2 separate regions of the Sus scrofa genome follow, and region 1 is linked to region 2. A link is a contact called in public HiChIP or PLAC-seq data. All regions are on one chromosome and are shown on one strand. Each heading gives the region's core, a stretch centred on a gene start, on an enhancer-like site or on the middle of the called end of the contact. The rest is flanking DNA. Distances are from core to core; before and after follow the strand shown.

Region 1 (3,035 bases), core at 486-2,985, 49 kb after region 2:
TCCGTGGAGAGATGCTGATGGATATATACAGAGATAAGCATCTTTGCTGTAGGAAATGACATTATTATTTTGACTGTTTTTGTAATTACACATAGTTGAGATATAGTTAACAGTTTTTGTTTTGTTTTTTTTTTCTTTTTACTACTGCACATGTGGCATATGGAAGTTCCTAGGCTAGGGGTCAAATTGGAGCTGCAGCTGCAGGCCTGTGCCACAACCCCAGCAACACTGGGTCTGAGCCACATCTGAGACTTACACCACAACTTGCAGCAACACCAGATCCTTAACTGAGCGAGCCCGCATCCTCTCAGACACTATGTCAGGTTCTTAACCCACTGAGCCACAGTGGGAACTCCTGTTTACAGTTTTATAAAATGTTAGAATTTGTCCTTTTTAAAAAAAAAACCCGGAAATGAAAAAGTAGATAAAAATTGATTTTATTCTTCAGGTGAAAGTTATTTTTTAAATAGCCACCATAGCAAATGTTATAACTTACTGAATGAAGTATTATATGGTTTTTGTCTTTTTTGGCTGCTCTTGCAGCTTGTGAAAATTCCTGGGCCAGGGATCGAGCCTGTGCCAAAGCAGTGACCCAAGCTGATGCAGTGATCATGCCAGATCATTGACCAGCTGTGCCAAAGGAAAATTCCATAAGTGAAGTTGTTTTGGGAATACTTCATTTTGTAGATCACAGGAAGAAATGTTGGTACTTTCAAAGAAGTAATTTGAATCACTGCTTGACAATAATAGCATGGTGAAATGCGTCTTTGTGTGTTTTGTTTATAGCACATCTTCATTACCTCCACTAGACTGGCCTTTACCAACTCATTTTGGACAGTGTGAACTGAAAATAGAAGTGCAGCCTAAAACTCACCATCGAGCCCATTATGAAACTGAAGGTAGCCGAGGAGCTGTAAAAGCATCTACTGGGGGACATCCTGTTGTGAAGGTATGAGATTTGGTATTTTGTAGATATCATACAGCTGTTAATGAAAGAGTCTATTCAGTCAGGTACTATTGAGCCCAAAGAGAAAATTTTCAGACCTAGAAATCTTCTATTGAGGTTTTGTCTCCTTGTCGATATAGCAGCATTTCTGCATTGAGGTTTTTCTTTTTTTTGTTATTTGTTTGTTTTGTTTTGGCTAGGTTAAAAGATATTCTTCCTGGACTGACTCTCCAGCTGGTTAAACTCTGGGGAAAGAAGATTATAATGCTCAATAGTTGTTTTATGATTTAAAAAATGACTGTGTTGTTTATATGTACAATACATGCTTCTTTAAAATCGAAATAATACAGAAAACTAGAGCAAATAAAACAATAAATTAGCTAAAATCTAAATTCCTCAGATAACATTTGATTCATATTCCAAGTAGGAGTTCCCTGATGGCATAGTGGGTTAAGAATCCCATGGTGTCACTACTGTGGTGCAGGTTTGATTCCCGGCCTGGGAACTTCCATATGCCACAGATGTGGCCAAAAAGAAAATATCTGATTCCCTGTTTAAGGGGAGACTAACACTTTGGATATTATCAATATCATCAATGTTTTATATTCTCCCTGTGAGTGACATTTTTTTCTAATTTCCTTTCTTTTTTCTTTTTCTTTTTTTTTTTCCGTTTTTGGCCTCTCTGAGGCATATGGAGTTCCTGGGCCAGGAGTCACATCCGAGCTGTGGTTGTGACCTCCACCACAGCTGTGGCAATGCCGGATCCTTTAACCTGCTGTTCTGGGCTGGGGATTGCACTTGTGTCCTTGGCACTGCAGAGATGCTGTCGATCCAACTGAACCATAGCAGGAACTCCTAACTTGTTTCTTAAAGAAATAAATCATTCATTATACTTGAAATTACTGATTTAACCAGAGTATGTTTGGATGTTGATAGTTCCTTTTAGTTTCCCAGTGCATATGATGCTCCCTTTCAAATTGAGATTCTTCCCTACTGCAAGGAAAATCTACATTATGTATCTATATACATTTCCTATTCCATTTGTTTTGTCCTTTACTTCAGAGACTCCAATTGCTCCTCAGATCTTGACTTGTCTTTGTCCATCCTCCATATCTATGTTCTTTTCTCTGGATATTTTAATGTCTTTTTAAATCATTTATTGTGATTTTTTTTTTTTTTTAAGACTTCCTTTTTTTTTTTTTTTTTTTGGTCTTTTTGCTATTTCTTGGGCCGCTCCCGCGACATATGGAGGTTCCCAGGCTAGGGGTCAAATTGGAGCTGTAGCCACCAGCCTATGCCAGAGCCACAGCAACGCGGGATCCGAGCCGCGTCTGCAACCTACACCACAGCTCACGGCAACGCCGGATCGTTCACCCACTGAGCAAGGGCAGGGACCGAACCCGCAACCTCATGGTTCCTAGTCGGATTTGTTAACCACTGCGCCACGACGGGAACTCCGATGTTTTTGATATATTTGTCACTTGCTGCTTCTTTTTTTTTTGGTGGGGAGTGTCAAACCTGTGGCATTTGGAAGTTCCTGGCACAGCCACAGCAACACCAGATCTGACCTGTCTGCAGCCTACGCTGGCAGCTCAAGGCAACACTGGATCCTTAACCCATGGATCCTTAACTCAGTGAGCGGGGCCAGGGAATGAACTCTCATTCTCATGGATTCAGGTTGGGTTTGAACTGCTGAGCCACATCGGGAACTCCCTGTCACTTGCTGTTTCTAATTTAGCTTTTAGATCTGCGACTGTGTTTTGAATTTTAGAAGCAACGCTGTGTGGTTATGTTGTGAGCTACAAGGGAAGTCCTTGATTTTTGTTTGTTTTGTTTTTGTCTAAAAAGGACTGCACTCGTGGCGTATGGTAGTTCCCAGGCTAGGGGTCACATGGCAGCTACAGCCGCTGGCCTATGCCACAGCCACAGCAACGTGGGATCCAAGCTGCATCTGTAACCTACACCACAATGTCGTATCCTTGACCCACTGAGTGAGGCAAGGGATTGAACCTGCATCCTCATGAATACTAGTCAGGTTTATTTCCACTGCAGTACAACAGGAACTCCGGAAGTCCATGTTTTGAATTTT
Region 2 (3,336 bases), core at 289-2,788:
GGTCTTACCTTTGCTTTCTGTTCACTGCATATACTTTCTGGTCTCTGAGTCTTTGGATATCTGTTCTCTGCAGGGAACCATTGTACTCCTTGTCCATCTCTCCAAATACCTCCTAGACTCTTGGGAAGCCTGCAGCCAGGGGGATTATGTACCTTCTCTGAGCTCTTGGCACAGCCCTAATCTCTGCACAGTGATTATAGCTTTGCTGGCCTCCCCTCCCTGATGCCTGAAGGGAGATTAATTTATCTGTGTCCCCAGGACCAGCACAGGTATGAGTACAGAGAACAGGGCAGGAAAAGTTTTATGACCTCAGGGATGAGCCAATCCACGATAAACGTCTCAAGTGCTCTCTCTGCATGATCCCAGTCCTCCTGACCTTAGGCCTAGTTGGGCTCTCCTCAGGGTCCCCTGGTAGCTCAGGTTGCCAGTCCACATATTGAGACATCTCTGCACTCTTCTCCAGGGCCTTTGGGATATGTTTGGGCTCTTGCACCTACACGCAAGCTTCTGAGCCACAGCACCCTGGTTACTCTGGCAGTGCACTTTTAAGGATGCTATGCCCCTCCGGGCCTGGAGCTAGGGGAGTTGGTCTCTGCCACCTCTCCCTGCTCTCGGTCCACCTTGTGCCTAAGTAAACAAGCCAGGCTCTGCGTCCCTGGGCATGGCCTCCACCCCAAGCCCCAGGAGGAGACGTCTTGGATCGTCTCAAGGGAAGACACGCCCGCTGGGGAGAGGCCGAGAGTGAAAACTGTTCTTCAGACAGTGTAATTTCCTCCCCACTAACGCGGTTCGACCAGCACGATCTCTCTGACTTCCGTGGATGTGCGACAAGATGCAGAAGACACGGAGCGCCTTGGGTGGTGCGAGTTCACCACAGGCTTTCCCATTCAGTCTGCCTGACTTCCAGCACGGGACAGACCTTGCTCATGGGGCTTTGCCGAGGCCTCGAACGCGCCGACTGTCCTGGAGGGAGCAGCTGCCAGGTTGGGTGGTGGGGACAGACAAAGACTCATCCAGCGGAGCAATGGCCCCGCCCCCCAGGGGTGGGTCTGTAGCGATGGATAGCTCAGACTTGAGACTCGCGCAACCCAGGTCTCCTCTGGCTCCGCCCCACCTTAGGTGGAAGCTCGATCCAGTCCCTGCCTTCTTCAGATTCCGCCATTGAGCTTGGGGTGAGGGTATGTGACATCCACGTACCCTCCCGGGCGCTGATACCTTCCCCAAACCCAGTCAGCAAGAATAACCCTACAGTTGCTCGTCAATGGAACCATAATCCCAAGGCTCTTGTGCTCCTTCCACGACATGGGGTCTGCCCAATAAGGAAAGGGATCTTCTCCGATTGGCTGGTGGTGGGCCCCTCAATCCAATTACGTTTTGGACCCCATACCGCGGTGCCGGGTCCTATTTCAGAAATAGTTGAAAGAATACAGGCCAAACTACAAGTCCCAAGAGGTAGCAGGGCTAGCTAGCGCTCCTTAGTCACGTGACTTCCTTCTGCGGGACTGAGTCACGCGGTAGGGCAGTGAGAGGGCGGGGCCGTCGGGCTAGCCCGCGAGGCCGGTGGCCTATGGGCTGCCAGGTCAGATGGGCGCTCGGTAGGGGGCGGGGCCGGGCGCGCGGCAAGGCGCGGGAGCGCGCCGGTGGTGGTGGCGGCGGCGGCTGTGGGGGGGGCGGGGAATATCGTCTAAGGCGACCGTGCCAGCTTGGGCACCGACGACTGGCGGTGACGGGGGTTCCTAGGGTGTTTCGGCCCGCGGCCAGTATTAGAGTTCGGAACGAAACGCTCGGCGTCGCGGTCCCCGCCCGGAAAGTTTGCTGTGGAGCTGCGACCTCCTGGCCGGCGCGGCCCGGCATGAAGCGGCGCTGAGGAGCCGCCGCCGCTGCCGCCGCCTGAGGAGGAGCCGCAGCACCCTGGGCCACGCCGATGACTACTGCAAATTGTGGCGCCCCCGACGAGCTCGACTTTAAACTCGTCTTTGGCGAGGACGGGGCGTCGGCGCCGCCACCCCCGGGCTCGCGGCCTGCAGGTGGGTGCCGGGCGGGGCGAGACCGCAGAGCGTCTACTCTTCTCGCTCTCATGAGCTCGTCCCCTCCCTATTCCTTTGGTTGTCCCAGGTCTGGTTGTCGTGTGTGTGTGTGTGTGTTGCTGAGGAGGCGTGTAGGTCGCAGCGACGTGGAAGTGGCCGCAGCTTGGCTGGAAGCAAACTGGAGGGGAACTCGACTCCGGGACGCTGTGGCCCCTGGACGCCCGGGGTTTGGAGTCTGAGGGTCCGGGCTGCTGCCCAAGTGGCGTCTGGTTGTCGCTGCTTTGCCAGCGTGGTGCGGAGGAAATGTCCCTATGAAGTGTAAGCAGGCTTGGTTTTTCGTCTATTCTAGGTTTTAAAAACAATCTTTATTTGAACGATGCGCATTCTGGAAGTGTAGGAGTTCTCTAAAATTCCAGCACATGTCTGTTTAAATCTACTTTGGTAGGAGAGTAATGCCTTAGTGTTAACGTCGACTTGTGCAAGTTTAATATGGCCCACATTTAATTCGAGCTGTAACTATAACGGGACTTTTCTGAAAACGATTTCTTTTCTTGAGCAAAGTGTTTCAGAAAATTTTAAGAAGTGGAGTACCTTGTTCGTAAATCTCCTAGAAAGTTCTGGAAGTACATTTTTATTTTGAGAAAAAGCTCACCTCACAAGATGTTTTAAAGGAGATCATGAATTGTGAAGAGTGGACACCATAATGCTTGGAGGTCAGACCAATCAGGAAATAGAAACAGGATGGCTGGGGACTTGGAGCTCTCCTGTGACCTGGTTTGGAATACTGTGGTTCATTAAGTTCAGTTTTCCTATTGCATTTGCAGGCGAATTTCAGAAGGAAGGTGGATATGTCTAATCTCCATTTATTCTTTCCGGGTATTAAGCGAATTACTTCATGTTGATATTGATGCTCAACAGACTGTTCTGTAGGGTTGCACTAAAAAACACATCTGAATGTATGGCATAAGGAAGTATTTGTATTATCAGTCCTGTTAGTATTTATATGTTAAATGTCTTTTTCAACGTAATAGTTTATGGTAGTAGTTATTTCTCGGTTGCGTTTATTTCAGTTCCACTGACATCATCTGAGCAGCAATTATGTTGAAGGTATGTTAGGTACTTTGTAGTGTTATGATGGATGCACATAACCCAAATAACTGTTACTAGACTGACTTGAACGGTGATGCATGTTACAATAGTGGTAGAAATGGGAAAAGTGGCATTTGTGGGAAAAGTAGCATTCAGGACTCTTGTTTGAATGAGTATTTTCATCATGGAGAAGATAGTTAATGATGTAAGCAAACTTTTG

Evidence for each region. HiChIP or PLAC-seq counts read pairs in DNA pulled down with a chosen protein or histone mark.
Region 1: a contact with region 2 is called in an H3K27ac HiChIP or PLAC-seq map of skeletal muscle. The contact joins the enhancer-like site here to the promoter of NFATC3 in region 2. A contact is called at or near these places in 11 of 47 Hi-C or Micro-C datasets (alveolar macrophages, blood, embryonic fibroblasts and 3 more) and 2 of 2 datasets of contacts at active chromatin or transcription factors (alveolar macrophages and skeletal muscle).

The regions. Positions count from the first base shown.
Region 1 is chr6:28,714,031-28,717,065 of Sscrofa11.1, forward strand. NFATC3 (nuclear factor of activated T-cells, cytoplasmic 3) reads left to right here. Exons shown (of 10, transcript XM_021094122.1): 3 at 787-949. Among named protein-coding and RNA genes, the nearest start is that of NFATC3, 49 kb to the left of the region's middle. Within about 2 kb of position 1,736, at least 1 of the 83 cell types and tissues checked has an H3K27ac peak or open chromatin away from gene starts, as enhancers often do. A contact at or near this core is called in skeletal muscle, where this site is marked.
Region 2 is chr6:28,664,920-28,668,255 of Sscrofa11.1, forward strand. It overlaps NFATC3 (nuclear factor of activated T-cells, cytoplasmic 3), which reads left to right and starts at 1,539. Exons shown (of 10, transcript XM_021094122.1): 1 at 1,539-2,027. The coding sequence starts at 1,925.